Regions from separate parts of the Mus musculus genome. Here all the other regions are linked to region 1. A link is a contact called in public ChIA-PET, Hi-C, HiCAR-type and HiChIP or PLAC-seq data. All regions are on one chromosome and are shown on one strand. The core of a region is the stretch at or near the end of the contact, and the rest is flanking DNA. Distances in the headings are between cores, read along the strand shown. Region 1 overlaps Gm31813 (a long non-coding RNA gene). Region 2 has its middle 160 kb from the start of Gm31552. Region 3 has its middle 300 kb from the start of Gm31552. Region 4 has its middle 130 kb from the start of Gm31610. Region 5 has its middle 110 kb from the start of Gm31610. Region 6 has its middle 82 kb from the start of Gm31610.

Region 1 (4,181 bases), core at 1,032-3,531:
ACACAGTTACAGGCGTTTGTCTCTGATTCTGACTTGGAAGTGACTCATGGGTTGGAAAAAAACCTTTTGGAAGCGAATGTTAGGGGAATGCAAGGCAGTTCTGCCTTGACTGAACTTTATCCTAGGATACAGTGTGGGCCTGCGCGCCTCCCATAAACTCTGGTAACCTTAGACTGCTTTAGCCTTCCTCCTTCCACAGCAGGGAGTCATGAAGCCTGACGACTCACTCCTTTTCTTCAAGATTCGGATGAAAAGCAATTTAGAGGGAGATATAATCTCTCTTTTTCTATTCACTCCAATAAGCACTAATTACCACTAGGGCAGGGCAGATGGGCTTCTGGAAGTCCGAAGCAATATGTAACACTCTTCCTTTACATTTACCGAAGTCTGGGCTTCCAACAGCTATCGGGCTACTTTCCTGCCATTCAATCCGGGCCCCTGCAATCTGCAGTAGATTTACTGAGCATCTGGTTGTGGGAGTTAAGGCTGAGGCACAAACACTCTGGGAACACAGCTCAAAACAGTGGGGCTCACACGAGGTCTGAAGAGCTAGTTCTGAGAGCTTGGGCAACGTGGATTAAGAAATGCAGTTTGGCTTTGAGGGTTGTGGGTAGATATAACTCAGATATAAATTAAGTTAAACAATAAGGAGACATTCATGTGTTAAAAACAAACAAACAAACAAACTAGGCTGCCACAAGGAATATGAGGCAGGGAGGGCTATAGCAAGGTCACAATTGTGACCCACAACCTGCTGGCTTCTCGGCTTTGTTCTTGTTTCCTTCTCTGACTATCTCTGTCTTCATACTGGTTGGTCTCTCCTGCATTAGGCCAGGAAATGGGGTCACATTGAACTTTTTAATTTTTTTCAGTTTCTGCCTAGGGAGTTGTCTTTTACACTTCCAGTTTCTAGTTCCCTAAGAAGGCTTCTGATTGGATTAAAATATGTCAGCATTAGGATCCTAGGCTAATCCTTTAGGGCAAGGTAGGAGAGTGGGGTGAACTAGGCCCAGTGTGGTCTCCACCCCCTGCACTAAGTGATTCTTTTGGGATCCTCGTGGATTTGGAGCATCAGAAGGGGGTGGAATTTAGGAATCCAAGGGTCTGTACACTGTTTTCAGAAACAGGGACAGGGGCTCTGACCCGACAAGTGCAATGTTCCCAAGAAAGAGTGGCCCATTTTAAAAAAGGGAGACAGAGAGACCTTTGCAAAGTCTAGATGTATGACTCCCCAGTTGCTGAGAGGACAGTGGCTGTCCCAACTTCACTGATGTGGCCACCAAACAGGTTGAGCCCTGAGCCCAAGCTCAGAAGCCTTGAATAGACCCCCTGTCTCCAAAGCACGAGTTTGCTTTCCTTTCTGCACAGGCCCCGCCCTCCCCTTCCAGAGCGAAGACTCTTGTGGCCTTTGCACACACCTGGGGCAGGGGAAGCCGATTTCTGGTCTGGGACAGGGGACAGCCAGGATCCAAGCTGGGTATGCTGGATGTGCGAGAGTGCTAAAAGAAAAGCCAGGGCTCTAGAGACAAGGAGACACCAGCTGGGTGGCACAGGCCCCACCCTAGTTGGTAGCAAAAGTCGGGGGAGGGGAGGTTCTGGGTCTTTCAATGCAAATATTGTTAACCTAGCCTTGAACATGGTCCGAGTACCCGATGGTCAGTTTGCAAGGTGGGAACAGGAGCCCACACTGTGTACCTGTAAGGAAACATGTAAAACATGACCCACAAAATGTCACCAGAGCTGAGGAGCAGTTTCGTAGAGGCTCTCTGAAGAGAGAACTCTACAGGAAAAAGGGACCTGGAGCTTTCCAGATATTGAGGACAGTATCTTGTGCGTGTTGGAGTGTAGGGGGCGGGATGGGGCAAGGCCTTTCCAACCTCCCCTACCTTGGTGACTGCTGCTAGCTTTGTAATCTGCTCTGCCACGTGGTGTGCGCTTGGAGGTAGGTGGTGGTAGCAGTTATATCGGCCAGAGGAATATTTGGCTAAACATAACATTGAAACCCCCCTCTCCCTAGCCCAGGCCCCCTCTTGACTCGGTGAAGGCGATCCTGATGCGGCTGAGATCCATCCAGCCTGGCCAGGCAGCCGCCGCGCCTCCCCTCCCCCGCTGGACTGTGAGCCCATTTTCGCTCGGCTGGTCTCTGCGCCGCCGGATGGATGGCGCCCCACCCCCCCTCTCCTCTGCTCAGTCATTCAGACTTGGAAAGTCAATAACACGCTGACATCATCAGGGGTTTGTGTATTATTACACGGCTACTTTCCAGAATACCTGGCATTATCTAAGAGAGGAGCACTCGATTGCACCAGCAAGGCCCCGAGCGGAGTCTGCAGCCCCGGGGAGGCGCGGCTGCTGCGGCCAGGCCCTTTTTTTCCACAGGGAGTACCTCCAGGGCACCAATTAGGAACAGATGGTGGCTTCTGCTCTAAAAGCAGATGCACTTTAGATATCGATACAGATTCATTTTGGCTTGGGGGATGTACTCAGAAGTCACCCTCAAGTGACCTCCATTTCTTCTGAAAACACACGTGCCCTGACTTTTGGTCCTTAAAGAGCATTTTCAATGATTCTCACACAGGCAAAAAAAAGAAAGGCATGTGCTCTAACCAGAAGCCAAAGCCTGCCTCTTGATGCTTAGGAGTGGGGGTTGGGAGGCGGGTGTTATGCAATCACCATTGCGGGTGATTAGGGCTTTGCTTTGCCTCCAAGGCTGTTTGGTGGTTGAGTTTCTCTTTAAGCTTACTGCAGGGCAAACGCACAGAAAAACATGGCCCAGATTTATGGTGCAAAACTGCTCTCCGAGTAAATTGCCTTAGCATTCTGTTTCGGTTCTGGAGCAGAGAAGAGTAGATGGATTTGGGGTTAATTAAGATCTCTTTATCATAAGTTCCGGGGGTTACTTTGCCTAGAGTGAGGGGTTTATTTATTTATTTAGGTTTCTTTCTTTCTTTTTAAAAGTTTATTCGTTTAAGTAGTTTACTTCTCTCCCCCTTGCTGTGAAGGGTACATGAAAGGAGCTTTGATACTAATTAATTGTATAGATGGCTGCCACTTTGTTTTAGAGAACACATTCACATATTAAAGACAATACATCCAATAACTCACGCAACATGGTGCCTTTTCTGAATAGCCAAACAGGCTATTTATTTACAGACACAGGACTGGTCTCCTTTAAGTTCTCTTCAGTATTTTTAATTGGAAAAAAAATAATGGCAGCCAGCCCTAATTTGGAGAATGACAAGGGGAAGGGCTGGCCCTCCTTCGCCTGATCTCACCCCCCCCCCCCCGCCCCCCCTTGCTCCCGGCAGGGAGCTGCCTGATCTAAAGTCCTTAAGTTTCCCCTGGAGGAAGCAGAGCAGACAGCCTCTCACTAGTAAGGGTTTCTCTTCCTGCAGCCAGTCCTTTCAGAACCTTAGGGCAACTTCCCCCTAAATGCTTTGACAGAGAGCAATCTGAAGCTGCCATTTCTCAAATCCAGCCACAGCTGGGATGCACAAAGCTAGGAGTCAGGGCAAAAAAATCTCCAAGATGGCCCCCTGATAGCCCTCCCTAGAAGTGTCTGAAATGGTGAGACGTGCAGAAAAGTGGAACTTATGGGGTCAGGAAGAAAATGAACCCTCATTTTGGGGCCTAGTTGAAACCTCTAGCCAGCCGAAAGCAAGATTTTTTTTCTTTTTAAAGTTAAAATTTGCTGTGAAAGTTGCTGTCATACAAACAATATTCCTGTGTATGTGTCTGAAGGCCCAACATGTGAAGGTCACAGGGCAACCTCAAGTGTCCTTCTTCACCAGGTGATCCCCAGTTTTTGCTTGAGATGGGGGTTTCTCAGGTTTTTTGTTGTTTTTGTGTATGGGTGTTTCTATGTATGTATGTATGTATGTATGTATGTATGTATGTATGTATGTATGTGCAAGGGTCTATTGTGGTCAGGAGAAGATGTTTGATCGACTGAAGCTGGAGTTTTCAGTGGTTGAAAGCTCCCAGATATAGGTACTAGGGACTCATCTCTGGTCTTCAGCAAATGCAGCAAAGGCACTTGCGTCCTACCTCTAGCTTCTGGTCTGCTCCCTGAAGTAGGCCAGGTTAGATGGCCAGAGGGTCCGCCCACCTGCCTGCTCCTACCTCCCATTTTGCCATCCTGCAGGTTTCATGGTAATGCCTGACTTTCTGTGTAGGTTCTA
Region 2 (4,181 bases), core at 471-2,970, 950 kb after region 1:
CACAGAACCTCATTTAGTTACCAGACACTAGTCCCTACTTCTTAATTCTAATTTCTTTGGTGAGAGACATTGATTCTAATCCCATACCAAATTCACCACTGACACCATTTTCTGAAGGGCCCCTTTTCCAAGTTATAGTAGTTCTCTGTCCATCTTGATTAGAATATTAAGCCATCTCATTGTACCTGGCCATTCACACAGTAGCACCATGATTTCAATATCATATGAAGGGAAAGGGAATTTCAGAAAGTGGGTCTTCATTAAAATTTACAGTCAACTTAACCCAGTAAATAAACACTATTCCTGGCAATTTTTAAGAGTCAAGGGATAGGGACCTGGGACCCAGAAGGACTTTACATTTGGGTTAAAGGTGAGACCACAGTTTTGGAGATTCACACTTCACTTCCATGTTTGTCTTGCCTGTGCCACAAATGCAGGAAGCTTATCAAGGCGGAAACCTGCTTCCTTTCTTCCCTTGCAGGGCCAAATAGATGTGACCTGACCCAAAAGAGCACTGATAAAAAAACATTCCTGATGCAGAGAGACAGACAGCCCAGAGTGGAATGCAGGCTTTACTACTTTGTTCTTTACTGGAGTTTTAGTAATTTAATTGTCAAATAGTTGCTGTGATAATGTGATACCTAGGAAGTTCAGCAGGTCTTTTGTTCTGGTCACTGTACCTAGTAGGTGGCACAAAGAATGTGTTCAGTCAGTGTCTGAGGCTGCAAGCAATGGAACTGGGCAAATGTCTGAAGAACAAAAGACTCTCATTATTTGCAGACGAATGGTCCTGCAGAATTTGTGTGTCCTGGCCCCCTTCCAGACTTTAGATTGGGCTCTCTTTGGTCCTGCTAAAGCTAGGTACACAACAATTCTAAGAGTGGAGATTAGCATGGGGACTGCAGAGCCAGGTTTTGCACAGGCTCATTGTCTCTTTCAAATGATGACTGCAACATTTTTGTTAAGTTCTTAAAGCTCAGACATAATTATTCTTGAGGTATAAGCCAACATAATGGTTATAATTAATACATAGCCAATTAAAAGCTATCTATCTATTAAAAGCCATAGATAGCTTTTTTAGCCCTCTTATCTTTTTTCTCCTCCCACTTTCTTCTGCCCATGTCAGGAGTCCTGGAAAGACCTAGGCACCATGGTGCAAAATTCTACTTAAGTATCACTCCTGGAATTACCTGGCTTTTGTGCCCTTGCACATAGCAGTTCTAATGTATCACCCAGAATGTTTCCCTTCATGTTTATTTCTCTGAAGCTCTAATAAGCAATCCTGTGTGACATCCCCTGTAGTGCGGTTGCCAGGCAGCAGTAAGAGAGCTGCAGGCAGGAGGCAGGAGATCTGGAAGAAGAAAAGAAGAGGGATGCCAGGAGGAGGAGGGGAGCAGGACTTAGGGAGTTGGGGGATGGGCTCAGGAAACTGCTGATCTAGAATTCTATCTCCTTGTCAGCTTTCATGTTCCCAGCACATAATGAGGCAATAAACTGAAGCTTAGTGGGGAAACAGAAATGGAGAAGAAACAGTGGGATGTTGTCCTTAAATGAGGTGTCAGTGATGTTTCTTATTTTGTGAAGGGGAGGATTCAGAAAGCTTTTACTTTTCCTCTCGAACTTCGGTCCTTGGCAAATGTAGCTTTTCACTTCTAAAAGGGCACAAGCTCTCCCTGGGCTGGCTTTGCTCCAAATCAGCACTGATTAGCACATAAAATCTCCCAGACCTTCCAGCATTGCACCTGGGGAACAGCCAAGTGATTCACAAATAATTGGAAAGGTTCTATACCTCCCAGCTGTCAAGTATGGAAGAGGAAAGCACAGAGAAATAGACCCACATGGCTCTTTTAGTAATAGAATTGGGAGGAGGCTCCATGGGCAAGTCATTCAAGGTGATTCCAGAAGGCAGCCTTCTCACTCTGATTTTTCTTTAGCATTCAAAATTAGGAGCCACTGTTAAACCTCTTCAACACTTCATCTCAACTTGGAAAGAATCTTGCTCTAATGAGATTGAACTGGCATCCTAGCAAAATGGACTGGCATAAATGGCACACGGGTCCCTTTGTGCCTGCCTGGATATTCCCCAGCCCAGTACATCTTGCCTTTTGCCAGCCTCCCAAGCTGTCTAGGACTAGGTTAAACACTCTCAAGTGGTAACACACAATGATTTTTATTTAGATGCTTGATTATTCTCGTTAATCAAATAGAACATGAACAGAAGGTTTGCACAAAATGAACAGTGCATTTACAGAAAACTTTGTGTATAGATGCATATTCACAGGCCCTGAAGTTTCTAGTTACTCTTCTCAAAAGTTGCATACCCAATATCTGGAAGAAAAACATGGGGCAAAACTTGCTAAGTGGCAAGATGATCAGAAAGAACTCAACCTTGGATAGTAATTACTACATTTCTATTTCAGTGTAGAAATGGAAGTCAAGGTAGAATTGGAGGGCCAGCTATGGCAAAGTGCTGCACGGCAGATGATGTTGCTGCCTCCGCACCTTCAGACTTGTTTCTCCTTTATAGTAGCCTGGATTCAAAATCCAAACTGAGCTCATGGAGGACTCAATCAAGGAGAGTTTGTGATTTTTCTGAACATCCTGGGATGAAGAATAAGTGTCAGAAGAATGGTTTTCTTTTGCATACACCACAGAAAGATATATGAAGAAATATGGGGTCAGCATATGGCTTAATCTATAAAGTTATTACCACTAAATTATGAAAGCCTGGCTTTGATTCCCAGGGCCCACATCAAAAAGAGCCCGGATACAATGATGCTGCTACAAACCCAGGCACTGAGAAACAGACACAAATGGATCACTGAGACTTATTGGTTAGCTAGCCCAGCTGAACTGGAGAGTTTCAGGATCCTTCTTCAAAATACAATGTGAAGAACTAACAACTCAGGAACACTTCTGAGGTTGATCTCTTACCTCCACACACATGTTCAGATTCATGAACACACACTCACACACACACACACACACACACACACACACACACACACACACACCATGAAGAATGGGTACTGTTGATATTCTGTCTAAACTCCACAGCAGCAGCCAGGTATGCTCCTCCCCACAATTACCTGGCAACAGCCAGGTAGGTTTGGCCCACTATAAAAGGGGCTGTTTGCCCCCTCCTCTCTCTCTCCTGCTCTCTTGCCTCTTGCTCCCCCTCTCTACCCATTCCCTTTCCCCCTCTCTCCATGTGGCCATGGCCAGCCTCTATGTCTCTATTCTCTCCCTCTCTATACCTCTTTTTGCCTCTGCTACCCTCTTAAATCCCCTCCCCATTCCATAAATAAATTCTAATCTGTACTATACTGTCCGGTGGTTGGTCTTTCAAGGGGTCGCTGAGGCACCCCTTCCCCCACACCCTGTCAGAACATATTCATATAGCACTTTCTCTTTTTATGATCACAACGGGTACAGCAGGGATTAATCAAATAGAAGTTTCTGTATGTAAGAAAGCAAGCCTCATCTGTTCACAGAAACTAGGGCAAGGGCAGTCTCTCTCTGCTCTTTCTTGGAAGGCTAACACTTCTCCCTAAGGATCTGCAAAATATTTACAGACACTTGAACTCTCTAGGAGGCACAGTTAAAGCAGGGACACTACAGCTTCCTGCAATGTACTGTGATTGTAGTTTTGTCACTCCCACACATCAGGGGGGACTAATCAGTGAGGCTGCCTGTCTGCTTGACCAAACCAGTTAACAGCAGTCTCCACAGTGCTTCCCTGAAAACTGGAGATGAAATATTACACTATTTTCTTTTCATGTAAAATTGTGCTTTTAAGAAAGGCAAGGCAAAAAGTGCTCTTTAGTCGGCTTCCTAATTGTGCCACAATGGAAATTTATAGCAAAGCCAGCAGAGATTCTGCATTTTGGACTATGTGTATTTTTCTTTTTGAATTTTGTTTTTATTTTACAAAGTTATGAATGAGTTATTGAATTATGGGAGCTTATTCCAAGTCTCATTGAGACCCTAGTGTCTGTATGATAACCACTGCCATGTGATCTAATAGTAGACTTTAGATATAGGACTTGAGAGAGGTGATTGGTACTTATCCTCAGGACACTCTTATTATCATCTCCTTAAGCTGGTATAGGAGAAGATGCTCAATTGCATGAGGACCTTTTATGATAGTGCTGCCTGTAAAATGTGAATGCTTCAAATTT
Region 3 (4,181 bases), core at 491-2,990, 810 kb after region 1:
TACTTCTCGTCTTGTCTTTATTGTCCCTCCTTTGGTCCCTACGGTATTTAATGTATGCCTCTCCTTTTCATTCTGGAGATTTATGTAAAATATCTAGACTTTCCTGAAACAATCTCATTGAACTCAGATAGTAGAAAGAGAGAATTGACTCTTTCATGTTATCCTCTGACTTACACATACATGGTATGGCATGGATATACCCTGTTATCCCCACACAAAATAACTAAAATCGAAAAAGATTAAAATAAACTAAAATGCTTGCTTATGTTATGCTGTTAGCTATATGCAATGTTAAATGTATATCTAAAACATTTTGTAAATGTAGTTTTTACTTTTTACTTAATTAAGTACATTTTCTAATTTTCCTTGAGGCTTCCTTTCTGATGTACTAGGTATTGTTTCCATTTTCAAATATCTGAGACTTTTCTAAATATCTTGCTATGACTAACAGGTTGGACGTGTTGTGGTCAGCTTATTTACTATGTGTGTTTTCAGTTTGTTTAAACTCAGAATAATTTTATAAGGCAGAACGTGGCCTGTCCTTCCTAATGTTATCATACACTTTGGAAGGCTAGATTCTGTTGGCACAAAGCTATCCTTGATAGTAGGAGAATTAAGTATGCTGTTCAGGCCTATAGTAACCCCACATATCTTCTACCAATCTCTGGTTTCTGAGAAAAAAATGAAGTCACTAAGCTATAATTGTAGATTTGCACACATCTCTTTTTAGTTATACTGCTTTCCTTTCATGAATTTCCATACTCTATTTTGGGTTTATCCCCAAGTAAGTATGTCTCACCATCTAGAAAATTGTTAGTGAATTCTTTACTAAAATTCCATAATCATTACCCCTTTAGACATATCCTTTGGCCATTTGTCTTTTCTATTCCATTCTTCTTTCTCTTTTTCTCATCATCTTCTTTCTTAATGTACCTGACTTGTAATTAACCAACTATTTTCCCAGTAACATTTCATCTTCTGAGAAGCCCCATGAGGAAATATTTCCCATGTCTACTCCTTTTCACTTTGCATATGTAGCTGACTATTAAGTACAGCATCATTCTACCCATATAACCTTCAGTGGCTCCTGAATGTGTTACATTGTCTCTTCTCTTCTCTTCTCTTCTCTTCTCTTCTCTTCTCTTCTCTTCTCTTCTCTTCTCTTCTCTTCTCTTCTCTTCTCTTCTCTTCTCTTCTCTTCTCTTCTCTCTCTTTCTCCCCTACATCTCTCCTTTCTTTTTAAAACAGGATCTCCCTATGCAGCTCTAGATGGCCTCAAACTTACAGAGATGCACTTGCTTGTGCCTTCTCAGTGTTGAGATTAAACACATGCCTCACCATGCCTTTCCAATCTGTTTTCAACAACTTTTTAAAAGTCTCATATTATTTCTTCAATGTCCAGTCCCTGTTTCTATCTGGTTCCTATGACTACATTATTGACAATTAGTGTTCATCATGTTGTTCCCTTTCATTTGAGTCTTTATCATGTTTGATTAGATGACTAAATCAGAGTGGGACAGACCTACAGAGTTTGAGATAAATACCATCTTGGTTTAAGAAAGAACTTTGCTCCTATATAGTAAAGTTCTTAGTGTAGAGAGTAGATTTACTGAGATCAGTAGTTAGCCTGAGCTTTGAAGTGTTGCTCTCAGTGTGGTACAGATTTCACACCTTGGTGTCAGCACCCATGAACTGGGGCACATTATGCTTCCTGGGAAACAGAATGACTTCCTTTGTTTACCACCCATGTGTAGTCTTGGTTTCACTGTGTGGCTGGGGAGTTCCCTCTTACCAGTTGTCAGCATCAATGCTGAACATTTTTCAGTTATTGCTTGTTGCTCAGTTTAGAGATGCATAAGAACTAACTTCTATTTCTGTCTCAGTATTGAGGATCAAAGCCCCATCATAAATAATAGACAAATGTTCTACCACTGGGCTGCATGCCCCATCTTCCTGAAACTTTCTTGGTTTTTTTTTTTTTTTTTTTCATTAGCTTTACCCTGGTCTATGTGGCTGGGCTTGTGGGGTAGCATTTTCTATACCTCTTTGCTCTTTCCCCATTGAAGAGAGCATCACTCTGTCTTTCTAGGTGGTCTGCAACTTCTCGATTGTCCTCCAGGAATGACAGGTCTTTTTTATCTGCGAGTGTAGGGTGATAGGTTCATGATAATGTCTTGCTTTCTATATTAGTTCAATTCAGCTTATGAAACAATACCATGAATCAAATGAACCCTAAACAATAGAAATGAATTTCATAGTGTCTAGGAAGTCTAAATTCAAAGCACCAGAAGATTCAGTATCTCATGCCTGACCCTGGATTTTATAAGGCCATGTTCTTTTTGTGCTTTCACACCAGTCCTGACCTGTCTGAGTTCTCTTTTATAAGGACACTAATCTCTTCATGAAGGTTTTACACTCATGGTTTGACCCCATCCTCCAAATCATTTGTTTGTTTGTTTGTTTTTGTATAGCATTATACTCGGGAGTAAGTTTCAAAGAGTGAGGAACAATAACAGTAAGTATGTTTTGTCTCAGAAGAACTGTTAAGTTTCTATGCCCAATGCAGAAAGGATGGGTACTTGACTATGTCCTCTGAGAGAGAGGCTTTTCTTAACTCCTGAACCAGCGGTAAGGTATCTTCACTGATAACTGAGAGATGAAAGCTTAGTATCTGTACCCAGCAGACAATGGCTTTAGTTTTGTAGCAGAGAACAACACAGAAATGTAGGCATAGCTCTGACCTGGTCCATAGTATCCGCCAATAATCTTGATAGAGGTGTCTTGCAGTGTGGACCTCTGTCTTTTCAACTACAATCAATCTGATTAGCACTGGCTGCAGGACTGTGTAACGGAAAATGAGGGTGATGGGGCCTCTCCTGTGTCCACTTCCAATGCTTACTCTAATCAACATCCTTGGCCAGTTTTAGAACTCACTCAATGTTAGTTATTATTTCTTTTTAGAATTTAAAATTTATTTTCACGTGCATGGGTATTTTGCTTGCATGGTTTTCTGAGTATCAAACACATAGAGACCAGAAAAGAGGGTTGGAGACCTAGGAACTGGACTTAAAGGTGGTTGTAAGCCATGATATGGACACTGTGAATTGAATCTGGAAGAACAGACAGTGGTCATCATTGAGCAATCACTTTGTTCCTGTCTGATTATATTTCATATGTAACATAGTATGCCAATGTAAGAATGTGTGTATATTTTGATATTTTATAAATTTATTGTATTTATCTACATTCCAGTCATGCCCCCCGACGTTGGTGCTCCTTTCCACATTTCCTCATTCTATTCCTTCCTCCCTTGCTTATGAAAGGGTGCCCCCCCCCACCAGACCTCTTTCTTCCCTGAGGCCTTAAGTATCTCAAGGATTAAGCACATATTTCCCCACTGAGGCCTGACTAGGTAGACCTCTGCTATATTTATGTCAGGGACCTTGGGCCAGCCTGTGTATGCTTCTGGTGGGAGGCTCAGTCTTAGAGAGCTCCCTGGGGTCTTGGTTAGTTGATACTGCTGATCTTCCTTTGGGGTTTCTCTCCCCTTCAGCTTCTTCAATCTGTGCCTAATTCAGACATAGTGGTCCCTGACTTAAGTCTAAAGGTTGGGTATAAATACCCACTTTTGTCCCAGTCAGCTACTGGTAGTGCCTCTCAGAGAACAGCCATGCCAGGCTTCCATCTGCAAGCACATCATAGCATCAGTAACAGTGTCAGGCCTTGGTGCCTTTCCCTGAGATGGATCCCAAGTTGGGCCAGTCATTGGACCGCCTTTCCTACTATCTCTTCTCTATTTTTGTCCCTGCAGTTCTTTCAGACAGAAACAATTCAGGGTCAGAAATTTTATTGTGGGTTAGTAACCCAGTCCTCAACTTGAGGACCTGTCTATCTGCTTGAGGTGGACTCTTTGAATTCCTTCTCTCCAATGTTGGACATTCTTGCTAAAGTTACCCCCATTGAGTCTTTAGAGTCTTTTGCCTGACAGTTCTCTGGTATTTTCTAGAGGGTCCTGTTACCTCTCACTCCCTGAGGCTTCTTAATTTCATTCATTTTCTTGACCCTCTGTGCTTCTCTCCCACCCCACCCCCATATCTGATCCTGTTCCCCTTTCCTCTCCACCTCCCCTCTTTCACCCAGGTCCCTTCCTCTCTCTGCCTCCCATGATTATTTCCTTCCCC
Region 4 (4,181 bases), core at 598-3,097, 580 kb after region 1:
TGTGGTGGTGGTAAGGAACAGGTAGGGAAGAGAACTGAAAGGAGCATTTCTAAAGTCACTGGCACAGATGGTCAAAAAACAGACCAGTTGGAAGGTGAATCATGCACATCTGGGAATAAGTGGTAGTCAGGCAAGCCTCGACAATCTCTTATGCTTACATCTGAAAACCAGGGAGATTTGAACGTGACATGAACCCCAGAGGCTTCTGTGTTTGAGCACTTAGCTCCAACTGATGGAGTTGGGAGTCTTGCCATAACATGGCCATTCCTTGATGGCCTGAGATTATTTTTAAACTTTTCATCGATTTTTTGTAAGGTTCACATCATGCACCTAAATCCCACTCATCTCCCAGTCCCTTCCTATTCACTCTCCACCCTTGGTTACTTTGTTGTTGCCCTGTGTCATGGAGATCCTGCAGCTTTGAATCTTCAGGACCAGCCATTTCACACGCTCCAGTAATTCATAGATGAGGTAGATGTTGGGGTCCGCCAACTCAAAGCCCTGGATATGGGCCTGGGTGGTAGCTGAATTGATCAGCCCACCAGGTCTCCTGAACCACACCACCAGAATGAACTAACACTGCCTTGACTTTATCATCCAATGCGACCATCAGCCGGACAGGGTCAGCTCTCCTGCTCTCATGACCTTGAGGCTGGCTCATATGCGCCCATGCCATCAGAGTCAGCTCCATTGTGCTCTCCAGTTGAAGTACAGGGGCTGATCTCCTGAGTACTACAGCCAGTCAGGAGAGGGGCCAGCTTTCCCATCCTCATGACCCTGGGGTCAGCTCTCCCAGAGCGCCAACGACCACCTCGGGTGGTATTGGTAGGAGGCGCCCATGTCAGCTCATGCTAGGCCAATGGCAGGGCCAGCTAGGGCCAGCTCACCTGTCCCTCTCCATCAGGGTCAGCCGTATTGTGCTGTTCAGATGAGGACCAGAGCCTGCTCTCCCAAGTCCTGAGGAATGCCTAGCCCATTTCCTGTTCTCTCTATGTTGCTAGATTAAAGAAACATTCTGCCACGGTGTTCTGTAAGTCAAAATAAACCCCTTCTTCCTTGTTTCTTTCATATTCTTGGTTATAGCAAGGAGATAAGTGAACTCTTACATTTGGGAAAGCTGAAGACCAGTGGATGCCTCAGGCTGTTAGAGATGCTGTCAAATTGCTCAGTTGAGGATAGCAAGGCTGGAGTTTCAAAGCTGTGTTCAAGAGATTAACTCAAAGAAACACTTGGGAATGATATTAAGAGGTATATAGAAGCACGGTATAGGTTTCATTATTTAAAAAGGCAAACTCATTCTTCTATTAATGAAATCATTTTGGTGTAACTTCCCACTGCCCCTCTGACTGGGGTACCCAAATATAGATCACATGGAACATTAAAAAAAAATTCAACAGGCTTCTAAATGATTAATTCTTGCTGACATAAAATAATTCCCTAGAATAAGTAAAGAATGCATGGCTTAAAAAATAAATTGTTTTTTTCATTAGCTGTTTTTATAAATAAAATTTACACCATGTGAAATTGCAGAATGCTCACTTATGGACATTTGGCGACTTACATGCTACTGTGCACTTATTATTAGTATACATGACAATGCATTCTTTATCCTTGGTTATTTAAGGATATAGGTGTGTGTTGATTATAAGCAGTTAAATATCCCAGGATTACATTCATTTGCAATGCACATCCAATGCACTGTGGGTTTTTATTCACTTAGCAGAGTTGGGGTTTATCTACATGGTTTATATTTTATATTTGAGAGAAGCTAAGTAGCAGAAACATTACAACATAGACAATGGTATTAGCATATTCAATGTTCAGCTCGGCTCTCACTGCTTTACACATGTAATTAGGTTGTTTCCATGGAAATGATCTAATTACGGGCTTCTCCTTGGCTTGGTAATCACATTTGCTGTGCTTTGGCAGAGATGTTTTCCTTGTTTTGTTGAACAGCTCCACTTGACAAGATGTTCTCTCCAAAGATGAATAATAATTTTTCCTGAGAGAGAAAAATAATTTTTATAATGAAACACACTGTTAAAGGTGACTTCAAAAGAGGTTACAGACGTGTAGCAGATCCTGCCAATAATAAGACAGCTATTACCCTTGAAAACACAATCTATTTTTAGTGTGCATGTGTGTGTGTGTGCGCGTGTATGTGTACTGTTGTTGTTAATGATAAAAATCATAGGAGGTTTTTATTTTGAAGAATTGCACTATTGAAATATATTATTTTCTTCTGGAGTATATTTATACTTAAATATATATTAATTATAGTTTTAACAGACTAAAGGAAATATGCTGAGAGAGAGAGAGAAAGAGAGAGAGAGAGAGAGAGAGAGAGAGAGAGAGGCAGAAGCATTGAAGAAAGAGCACTGAAGCTTATACTCAGTAAGAATAGTCAATTGCAGAAGGCTATTCATGAAGAGATATTTGCTTATCATTGCCATGGCAGTTGAGAACACCTTAAAAAATCAATTAAGACTTATTTTGGGAGCGATCCAAATATAGACCTTTCAGTGTATAAAGGAAACAGGAGATGGAAAAAGTTGCTGAGGAGACTCCATGTCACCTGGTCCACTTAATAACACTAGGAGACAGAAGACAGGCAGAAGTTCAGCTCTTAAGCATTGTGAGATTCCAGCCCACTGTAAGAGAACTTCGCAGGAAGTCCTTATGACAGACACTGTGTAGACCCATCGAGGGTTAGCAAGATGTATGGGGTCCAAAGTCCACAACATCCTTTGTCCAGATACTTTGAACCCTAGCACTGACAATCAAATACTCTGCCCTTTAATAGCTATGGAGATTACTTCAAACACAAAGGGAGAACACTTCAGGAAGTAGCCAGAATGCTGGAGCTCTCTCCTGATTATCATTTGTGTAGGTAATAAAGGGTGGGGATATAATTGACTAAAGGGCACAGTGTTTGAAAATTATAACGATAACTGGGTTTTCTATTTATACCAAACCAACCCTTATTAAATGCCATAAGGCTTGGGTTTTAGAATTATATAGCACGGTTTCCACCAGTAAAAATGGTATTCTATTTATTTACTGCTCTTCATGTGGCAGGGGCTGCACATGGGTCTGTGAATGAAGTGATGAATCAGCGAGATGTCAATGCTAGCTAGGCTCAATTTCCTTATTATTGAACAGAGAAAACAACAACAAACAAAACAAAACAACACCCGCCTGAACAGGCCAGTTTGACTTCCAGGCTAAGCCATGTATATAAGAAGATGCAAGTAGGAATGACAGCAAAAGAGAGGAAGGACGATGAATGACGTTCATTCTAGCAAAGGGAATAGCAAGGAACATTGGCCAGGCATCACAGATTAACTAGACAAGATGGGAGCCCTCTTGGCACAGAGGGTATGATGAGGGATGAGGCTAGAGGACGCTTGGGGATCACTGTGTCACAATGCTGGTAAATCATGTTGACTTGCTTGTTTCCTGAGCACATTTGGCCTCCGTTAGGTTTCAAGCACGGGAACAGCCAGTGTTGCCTGGATTATGGTTGCGGGTGACCTGCTGTCACTCTTTGAGTTTAATTTTGATGCAGTTAATTTTATAGAATGATGTTTTCATTGTGAAACACCAAGGATGCCTACAGGGACTTGCATCCTATGGTCTTAGGTGAACCACTTCCTTTTTCTAGAATCCTGAACTTTTGTCTGTCTGGTTTCTTTTACTCTATTCCTCCCATGACAAGGTATGTACCAGGTTAGTTTGTTTACAGAGAAGGTTAGAGTGTGAACACATGTGTGCCTAGGAGCAAATTGCCTTTGACTGCAGAGCTCTATCCTGCCCATCACGTGTTGGTCTAAAACTACTGATTCCACCTTTGTTCCCAATGTGAGATATTGCTTTCCAGGGGGCACTTAGGCAGGAGTGCCAGTTGTCTTTCCAGAGTGGTAGGGTGACATCTGAGACTGTCCTTGACCTTCACATGCACATACACATACAAATACAAGTGCATATACACACATGTGCAGCTAACACCCCCTTGCATCAGTACACACAAAACATTTTTTGAAAAGACAAATGCAGAAATGTCAGTAATCTCTTAACAGTTCATGGAACAGTCCTTTTTATTTTTTATTTTTTATTTTTTTACATTCCAGTCATTACCTGCTCCCTGTCTGCCCTTCTACACTTCCACATCCCATTCCTAC
Region 5 (4,181 bases), core at 762-3,261, 560 kb after region 1:
ATGTTTTGTGTTAGGATCTTTTTGCAATTTGCATTTTCTTTTATTGTTGTGTCATTGTTTTCTATGATATCTTCTGCACCTGAGATTCTCTCTTCTATCTTTTGTATTCTGTTAATGATACTTGCATTTATGACTCCTGATCTCTTTCCTAGGTTTTTTTTTATCTTCAGTTTTGTCTTCCTTTGTGATTTCTTTATTGTTTCTAATTTCATTTTTAGTTTTTCTGTAATTCTTTAAAGTGTGTGTGTGTTTATGTGTGTATGTTTCTTTGTTAAGGGCTTCTACCTGTTTACCTGTGTTCACTTGGATTTTTTTAAAGGGAGTTATTTAGGTCCTTCTTACAGTCCTCTCTCATCATCATGAGCAAGAAATTTAAATCAGAGTCTTGCTTTTCTGGTCTCTTGTGGTATCCAGTGATCACTGTGTTGGGAGAACTGGGTTCTGATAATGCCAATTAGCCTTGGTTTCTGTTGCTTGTGTTCTTGTTCTTGCCTTTCACCATCTGGTAATCTCTGATGTTAGCTGGTCTGGCTGTCTCTGACTATGCCTTGTCCCTCCTGCAAGCCTGTGTGTCAGCACTCCTGGGAGACCAGTTCTCTCTGTGAGGAATTTCGGTATGAAGAGCTGTGGTACAGGGTCAGCTTTGGGGCGTAGACAAAAACCAGAAGGATCCTGTCCCCAGCTGTTCCTTGCTTCTTTTGTTCTGATGGCCTTGGGAGGGTCCCTCTTGGCCCAGGAATTTGAGCAGAAGCGGTGGTATTACATGTGCCAGCAGGTGTATTGGCTCTCCTGGGAGACCAGCTCTCTCCTGGTGGTATGTGTTTATGTAGCACTGTGGCACAGGACCAGCTCTGGGTGTTGACAGAAACTGGAAGACTCCTGTCCCTGGCTGCTCCTTGATTGCTTGTCCTGAGGGTTCTGGGAGAGTCACTTTGAGCAGCAGTGTCAGTTTTACCTGCACTCACAGGTTTGTCTGCACTACTGGGAGGCTAGTTCTCTCCTTGTGCTATTTGGGAATGAAACCCTCAAGTTGGTATTTTCTTAAGCATCAACAATGGTACATATATCCCAGAGAACTAGTCAAAATGAAACTCAAGTTGTATAGAGAACTGTCCGTCTTGGACATGGAATGATGTTCAATTAAACTCATAAAAAGAACACTAACAATATTTGTAAAACTATATACAAATACCCATATGTCAAAATATATACTCAAGTTACTAATAATAGACAGAAATATTTTAATCTAAAACGCAATTTTTGAGCTTCTGCAAAGATAACTCAGTTGATAAAGTGATTACTGGGAAGGTATACAAACTTCAGTGTGATTTCCAGCATCTACATACAAAATCCTGATGTGATGACCCCAGCTTGTAATCCCACGTCTTAGAAGGTAGGGGAAAGCAGCCCCCCCCACCCCCACCAAGTGCTAGCTTGCTAGAAAAACTGGTAAGCTTCATGTCCCAGTGTGAGAACAAGTCTCAAAAATCAAGGTGGAAAATTCCTGAAAAACAATACCTAAGGTTGTCCTTGGGTCTCCACAGGCACATGTACAGACACACAGACACACAGAGACACAAACATAGACACACACACAGAAAAAGAGGGACCAAAAGACAGAGACAGATTTATTTGGCCTAAAAAATTAAGATCATTCCAACCATTTACTTGGTGAAATCCACTCCATCTGTCTCTGTGGAGGGTCAAGTATTAGTGCAGAATTCATCATTATAAACTCAGCTTGCAAAGTTACAGTCTTTCAAAAGTCCTCTCCAAACACAGAGAAAATTTCAGGTTTCTTTTAAAACAAATTTCCCTTTTGGAAAGTTGTTAGCATGAGTTCTAAAAGTAAAAGCTCTTTTAGCCTGGCATTGCAAAAATTATTTTTTCCAGATTTTTTGGCAGCGGTTTACCAGAAGGGAAAATGTTTTGCAATGCGGTTCTCCTTCCATAGTCAGCCTGTCTGTACATTTGGCAGGTACCACATAGTCCACTGGGGCTCAGCACTGTTGGATAATGATGAGCCAGCATCCATGGTTCCAAATGGAAACACTTCTAGAGCCACTGGATCTCCCTTTTTCTCAGATATTTTGAAATAAACATTGGCAGCATTTATTTATAAAAGCTCAGGACATTGGAATGCATCAGCAGCAGGCTTTGGTTTTAAACAGATGATGCTGTGTTTTTCTCCGGATGATTCAAAAGTATAAACTTAAAGTTATCTAACTGAAAAGATAGCAGATTACAATAACCTAGGACCAGAACTTCAGTGATGTTCACATTCCCCCAGAGTGTGGTGAAAGTGGACCATTTTTATTTTAATCTTCCCCCACATCAGGCACAGCATTTCCTTTAGTCCACAAACATCCTCCAAGTGAGTGGGGGTTTGTGGTTGGTTTTGTATAGAACAGAACAATTGTTTTCATTTGGTAGATTAGGATTGAATCTCTTTCTCTTAATAGACTGTGAGCATGAAGACATGAAGCAATAAGAGGTAAATAACACAAGAAAAGGGTCAGCACTGTGGGTGCTGCTCAGTTGTTTTAAGTGAGAATTAAAATTAAGGTTCATTGTGCAAAGTCGTCTTTTTGGAGAAATAAGGGACATTCTATATTGATAGAGATCTAAAGATAAGTACTGAAAATGTGAAATGAGTTGATGATCACATAGAGTAACTTCACACATTGTCTTGGTGATGTTAGGAACTAATAATGCTTTGGTTGTTGATGCTTTGGTTGACCTCTCTTGGTTGAGTCAATTGTGAAAGAGCAATTCTTCTCTTTCTGTTTTATCTTTCTGGTGATGTGCTTGGCACCACTTGGTCCATTTCCTTATTTCTTCATGGAGATAGATCTTTATAAATTTTTTATGTCATATTGCTCCACTCTTCATCTGAAGTAATGTCTATGAACATCTTCAAAATCATAATGTGTCATAGAACCATAGTGGACTTTGTGGTTAGGTTTAGGTAGGTAACATGGCAATTGTGGCTTGACCTCCAACTTTTTTTCTTGACAAGGTTTCAGAAAGCCCAGGAGGGCCTCAGACTCACTTTCTAGTCAAAGAGGACCTTAAACTTCTGACTCTCCAGGGTTATCTCCCAGGTGCTGAGATTATGAGAATTTTCTACTATACCTGGTTTATGTGATGCTGACAATTTAATCCAGGGCTTTTCAAGGGCTAGGCAAGTGCCTTATCAACTGAGCTTCATTTCCAGCCATTTTCTTCTTAACATTATTTGTCCTTTCTCATATACTTCCACATGGAGCTGCCAGAAGTTATTTATGCTGGCAGAATGATTTTCTGAGTCCATTTATTTAAGAGAACAGAAGTTAAAGGATTGGAGTGGAGGTATCAAAGAGGAGGAGGGGCTATTTTGCACTCTTCTCCAAATTTTCTGTAAGTGTTTCTTATAGAAAGAAGTGGATAGTAGAGAAGGACAGCAGGATTTCTCTGAATGTGCTTTTTAAAAAATTTTGAGAATTGAGGGCTGAAGAAATGACTCAGCAATTAAAAATGCTTGCTGCTCTTCCAGAGGACATGAGTTTGGTTTCCAGAACCCACTTTGGGTGGTTCTCAACTGCTAGTAACTCAAGATCCAGGGAATCTAATTTAATATTTGAAGCATGTGTGTGTCTGTGTGCATGATGTGTACACACACACACACACACACACACACACACACACATGCACACAAATAAGTCTATAAAAACGGAGAACTCAAATCTACTTTTCAAAAGAAAATTTGTACCAAACCAGAACATGTACAGGAAATAAAGGTTAAAACAACACACACATTCTCTTCCTTTCTTAGCGCCATTTGTGTTAGAATTACATAAGAGGGAAATCAGTATTTGATAGAAAGCAGCTTTAAACTCATTATCCTAATCATGTCTTCTAGAGGATGAGTGAAGAAGGAAAAGAGATAGGCTCACACTGAAGGAACCTGTTATTCCAGACATGTATCAGAAGTCATTGCACTTTGCATTAGCCATACAAGGTGATCACATTCAGCATAATACATTACAGCAAGTGGAAATGTGAGGGTCTCACATTCCTAGGTGGCAGGTTCATAGGAAGAATATTTAAACTAATTTGGAATTCTAGAGATTAGTCTTAGGCTAAAGACAAAATCTGGTCCATCTGCATGCAACACAGCCCCTTGCATTTTGCTTTGGGAA
Region 6 (4,181 bases), core at 720-3,219, 530 kb after region 1:
TGTAACCAACTGAGTCCTTGAGGGAAGCCATAGTCACAACCTCCTGAGGTCTTCAGACAGATGCCAAAGGCTAAGTCACAACTGAGATTTTAACCCAAAGACACTGAGATAAGTAGGACTTTGTATTTTGGTCCTCTAAGTTTTGGTAGTAGTCTATTACACAGCACAGCAAAAAATTCAGTTTCCATTGAAATGTCTAGTTCCCCCAAGACAACATCCTCACTCTATGTTATAATTAGTTAGGGATATACTTGCCTGCCTTACTAGATTATAAATCCTGTGCACACAAGGCATTGCTTGTCTTGTGTACTACTGTATCTTCAGTAAATCATTATATTATTATACATAAAAATATGGAAGTCTCACTAGATAAGAATGAACACTTGAATCTCTTCAGTATGTAGTACAAATAGTGTTGTATAAATAGGGAGTTGGCCAAAGGAGGGATAAAATGAATTTAATGTCAAATTATAAGTGCTTATCAGGCTAACTGATGTGAAAAGATTGGTATTATTAAGCAAAATATTTACTCTGTAAACTGGCACTGACGTGGAAGTGATGTCATTCACGAGGCGAGAGGGAATTCACACAGCATGGCGTAGGGAAGACTGGCCAGGGTGGCAGAGAATCACCTGGGAGGACCGCTCCCTCTATAGGCATTCTGTTGCTCAGTGATAAAGCAGAAGGGGGACCTGCATCAGGTTAAGCTTTTTTCTAGTGTAATCTCTTTGCAGGTATATGCTCTATCATTCCTCAGTTGAGATTATTTCTGAAAGGAGGTTTTCCATATGATTTGTGTTTGTCAGCCTTCTCTAGAGGAACAGAATTGATAGAATGACTGTGATGGTTACTTTTAATTTTCAGTTTGATACAATCTGTACTCACCTGGGAAGAGAGTCTTAATGAGAGGTTGTCTACATCTGGACCTGGACATATCAGTGAGGGATTATATGAACTGAAATGGGAAGGCACCATCCTGGGTAGCACAGTTCTTGGGGCAGGGTCATCCTGAAGTATATGTAGAGTGGAACAGTGTGCTGAGTATAATATACACACATTCAGTGTTCTCTGCTTCTTAGACATAGATGCAGGATGGCTAGCTGTCTGGAGCTCCTGACATCACGACTTCTCAACAGAATGGTTCCGTTAACTACAATAAACTGTTTGTTTTATTAAGTTGTTTCTGTCAGAGTATTTCATCACAGCAATGGGAAAAGAAACTAAGACACCATCACCCTATTTAAGGGGACATGTGTTCCTGTGCAAGGTACAAGGAGAAGAGGATTCAGGAGGCTTGCAGAAACTTCTGAACAATATATGAACTGGGCAAAGATGAAATGGGTGCCTCTGATATGCTATATATTTCTATGCACTTCTGAAAATGTTCTGACATGAGACTAAATGACAGACCAGTAGATAGTTATCAGCAGTCGAGACATCCTGCAGATTGATAGAGGGAGCACAGCAGAACTTAAGTGCAACTTCACTAGGAGCTTATAAAACAGTTGCGAACAGAAGGGGTTGCTACTGAGATGATATGGGGTCCATACTCTGATGTCAACAAAGGAGGAAGGTCACAGGATCCTGGGAGGTTGAAGACATTGCCAACCTCTGATGATACAGTTGATACACTTTATTAACTCACACAAATATCATTGGGCCGACAAATGCCAATGAGCACTCAGGAATTTGAAAAGTATTGGTCACGAAAAAGTGGGCATGGACACATACTCAGGCTAGTATAGAGGGTCCATGTATACAGGTCTACACTCAAATGCACATAGGCAGGCATGTGAAGGCAAAGGTTCGGATGATTACCTCGTGCCCCAAGACTATAGATAGACACAAAAGCCAGGGATGGTTATGTAATGGATTACATCACTGTCTGTGATTCCCGATATGTGATGTCAGCGTTATTTTGTGCTTAGTCATAGCTCCTGGTTGACCAGGGTTAGCTCTCTTGGCTCATATCAGACATTCCTGTCAGCACTATGTTCTCTAAACATCACTGTGCCCTTGTGGCCCTCTGTGCTGATAGATGGCTCAGTGGGTAAAAGAATTCACCTGACAGTTTGAGTTCACTTACTAGCGCTTACATAAGAGAGGACACACCTGACTCCCACAGGCTGCTCTCACCTCCACAGACACATTGTGAAGGTCACACAGCTTATCCCACTCACACTGCAATGCAATAAATGATGTAATAAATTCTGTTTGTTATAATTAAGAATGAAGGTTTTTTTTTTTATAATAGATTCTAATCATGATTTCCTCCTCTCATGTCTCCTCTCAGATCCTCCCCACTCCTCATTCATTTAACTCCAGGCCTTCTTTATCTTTCTTTGTAGAAATTAAAAAAAAAAAAAATCCAACAAACAAAAACCCAAACCAACCAATATTATAAAAAAAGAAGGAAAAGAAACGCTTGAAAAACGCACATGCACATACCCCACAAAGATGGAAACTATTAAACACATGCAAAAGATCATTAAATTAAAAACAATGCCTAAAGAAATATGAGACAAAAAGATCTCCAAAAATATCATTGAGTTCATTTTGAGTTGGACATGTACTTACTGCTGGGCATAGGGCCAGACCTCAAGTATAGGTTATACACACACACACACACACACACACACACACATACACACACACGCGCGCGCGCGCACACATTTATCCAGTGAGGCTCCATTGAAGAAAACTAATTTTTCCTTTGTGAGCAGTTTTCAAATAGAGATAGTTTCTCAGCTAGGGATGGGGGATGTGTCCACTTACCTTTCTCAGTGTTGGGACCCTGTCAGCTTTGGACTTATTGCTGCCACAACTCACTCTGTGAGTTCTTATGTGCATGAGTCCTGTTGTGTCTGGAAGACACTGTTTCCTTGGTGTTGTTTGCTCCCTCTGGCTTTTTCTGCCTCCTTTTCTGCATAGCACCCTGAGCCCCGAGGTCAACACTGTGATGAAGACATACCAATTAGGACTGAATGCTTCCAGTTCTCTTACTCTCTGTGCATTATCCAGTTGTCTGTCTCTGTAATTAAATAATGTAATTTTTTCTTAAAGAATAGATATCAAGAAAAGAATTAACAAGGAAGTCACTGCATGCAAAATATTGCTTTCAGAATCTGGATCTTAGCAATGCCTTCACAAAGTTTCTTTTCCCTGAGAGTGTCAGAGACCCAGTATACACATGAACATTTAAAACTGATAATCTATCCTGTTTCAGCAATAGTTGAGAAGGTAGTACTTCAAGGTATGTGTCACATCATCAGGACCTTCTATATCTACAAGGGATAACTCTCACTCTTCTCAAGTAGAGAGTATTTGCATTGTTCTTGACAGTTTAATAGAGTCCCTGGCATAGCATAATAATGTGACCAATAATGATACCACCCAGCATCTGAGGAATTCCTTCATTTCTCAAAATTCTTTCTGCCATTTTATTAGCTTTACATTGTACTTTTATTAAGTAGTTCACATGTCCTAAAAGCAAAGTTTCCGTGCAAGTTTATTCATTTCCTCATTCAACAAACACACTAAGACCACTCTGTGGGTGGGGGCCCAATGGGAATGAAGTGATCAGTAGAGATGGTTGCTACTGTTGGGGACTCTAATTCTGGGTCAGGCAGATACACTGTAGATAATTCCAGTATTGTGAGGTATTGGCTTTCCTTACCCACAGGGCATCTGTCTCTATCCCTCACCCAGCCCATACACCCTTGGAGGAGTGGAGCCCTTTAGTACTTTTGACATCAACAAATTCAGTGGCAATCTTAGTCATGCCTTGAGAGAGAACACTGCCAGGAGCCACTAGCTACATAGACCATGACCTTACTTTTTATAGGTGTTAATGGCAGCTTTGCCTATAATCAGGTTTCTCTCTTAGTACAAGCTCTTAAGTTTAGAAAGGTGTGAGGTATGGTACATTTTAATCTATGAAGCAAGCCAGTGGCTCTGGAATTTGTGCACACTGGCTCCTGAGAGTCTGATGTGCTCATCACTTTCCAGCTTGGTCCTATCCCTCCCACTTAGTGGGAGAATTTTCCCTTAGGAATCTGGCCAAGCTTGTAGATCAGAGTTTTTCTCACCACAGAGTGGCTTGCCCAGTGTTTACCAGCACCGCCTTTCACCTGGGACTTGATTAAGTTAAAGGATTTACTAAACTACTCTGCATATGATAT

The links. A called contact is a pair of places that touch in the nucleus more often than the background predicts. ChIA-PET counts read pairs in DNA pulled down with a chosen protein or histone mark. HiCAR-type assays count read pairs that join an accessible place to other places. HiChIP or PLAC-seq counts read pairs in DNA pulled down with a chosen protein or histone mark.
Region 2: a contact with region 1 is called in an H3K4me3 HiChIP or PLAC-seq map of embryonic forebrain, with 8 times the contacts expected there. The contact joins two enhancer-like sites. A contact is called at or near these places in 1 of 15 datasets of contacts at CTCF or cohesin (pro-B cells), 4 of 484 Hi-C or Micro-C datasets (cerebellar granule neurons, cerebellum, neural progenitor cells and 1 more) and 5 of 115 datasets of contacts at active chromatin or transcription factors (embryonic forebrain, embryonic hindbrain, heart atrium and 2 more).
Region 3: an RNA polymerase II ChIA-PET map of memory CD8 T cells shows a contact between it and region 1, with 34 read pairs. The contact joins two enhancer-like sites. A contact is called at or near these places in 4 of 484 Hi-C or Micro-C datasets (the C10 cell line, CD4 T cells, bone marrow-derived macrophages and 1 more) and 1 of 115 datasets of contacts at active chromatin or transcription factors (memory CD8 T cells).
Region 4: a contact with region 1 is called in a Hi-C map of neural progenitor cells, with 1.8 times the contacts expected there. The contact joins two enhancer-like sites. A contact is called at or near these places in 5 of 484 Hi-C or Micro-C datasets (cerebellum, cortical neurons, neural progenitor cells and 1 more) and 6 of 115 datasets of contacts at active chromatin or transcription factors (astrocytes, cardiomyocytes, embryonic stem cells and 3 more).
Region 5: a contact with region 1 is called in a HiCAR-type map of fibro-adipogenic progenitors, with 2.6 times the contacts expected there. The contact joins two enhancer-like sites. A contact is called at or near these places in 1 of 15 datasets of contacts at CTCF or cohesin (pro-B cells), 1 of 484 Hi-C or Micro-C datasets (uterus) and 4 of 115 datasets of contacts at active chromatin or transcription factors (differentiating embryonic stem cells, embryonic stem cells, fibro-adipogenic progenitors and 1 more).
Region 6: an H3K27ac HiChIP or PLAC-seq map of heart atrium shows a contact between it and region 1, with 6 times the contacts expected there. The contact joins two enhancer-like sites. A contact is called at or near these places in 1 of 484 Hi-C or Micro-C datasets (cardiomyocytes) and 6 of 115 datasets of contacts at active chromatin or transcription factors (cardiomyocytes, differentiating embryonic stem cells, embryonic stem cells and 3 more).

What each region holds. Positions count from the first base shown.
Region 1 is chr3:21,934,136-21,938,316 of GRCm38.p6, reverse strand. All of the region lies in intron 3 of Gm31813 (a long non-coding RNA gene), which reads left to right. Among named protein-coding and RNA genes, the nearest start is that of Gm31813, 28 kb to the left of the region's middle. Within about 2 kb of position 2,281, at least 417 of the 459 cell types and tissues checked have an H3K27ac peak or open chromatin away from gene starts, as enhancers often do. A contact at or near this core is called in cerebellar granule neurons, cerebellum, cortical neurons and 7 more, where this site is marked.
Region 2 is chr3:20,983,755-20,987,935 of GRCm38.p6, reverse strand. No RefSeq gene overlaps it. Among named protein-coding and RNA genes, the nearest start is that of Gm31552, 160 kb to the right of the region's middle. Within about 2 kb of position 1,720, at least 38 of the 459 cell types and tissues checked have an H3K27ac peak or open chromatin away from gene starts, as enhancers often do. A contact at or near this core is called in cerebellar granule neurons, cerebellum, embryonic forebrain and 1 more, where this site is marked.
Region 3 is chr3:21,123,925-21,128,105 of GRCm38.p6, reverse strand. No RefSeq gene overlaps it. Among named protein-coding and RNA genes, the nearest start is that of Gm31552, 300 kb to the right of the region's middle. Within about 2 kb of position 1,740, at least 18 of the 459 cell types and tissues checked have an H3K27ac peak or open chromatin away from gene starts, as enhancers often do. A contact at or near this core is called in memory CD8 T cells, where this site is marked.
Region 4 is chr3:21,354,952-21,359,132 of GRCm38.p6, reverse strand. No RefSeq gene overlaps it. Among named protein-coding and RNA genes, the nearest start is that of Gm31610, 130 kb to the left of the region's middle. Within about 2 kb of position 1,847, at least 43 of the 459 cell types and tissues checked have an H3K27ac peak or open chromatin away from gene starts, as enhancers often do. A contact at or near this core is called in cerebellum, cortical neurons and neural progenitor cells, where this site is marked.
Region 5 is chr3:21,377,826-21,382,006 of GRCm38.p6, reverse strand. No RefSeq gene overlaps it. Among named protein-coding and RNA genes, the nearest start is that of Gm31610, 110 kb to the left of the region's middle. Within about 2 kb of position 2,011, at least 21 of the 459 cell types and tissues checked have an H3K27ac peak or open chromatin away from gene starts, as enhancers often do. A contact at or near this core is called in fibro-adipogenic progenitors and uterus, where this site is marked.
Region 6 is chr3:21,405,074-21,409,254 of GRCm38.p6, reverse strand. No RefSeq gene overlaps it. Among named protein-coding and RNA genes, the nearest start is that of Gm31610, 82 kb to the left of the region's middle. Within about 2 kb of position 1,969, at least 11 of the 459 cell types and tissues checked have an H3K27ac peak or open chromatin away from gene starts, as enhancers often do. A contact at or near this core is called in heart atrium and pancreatic cancer cells, where this site is marked.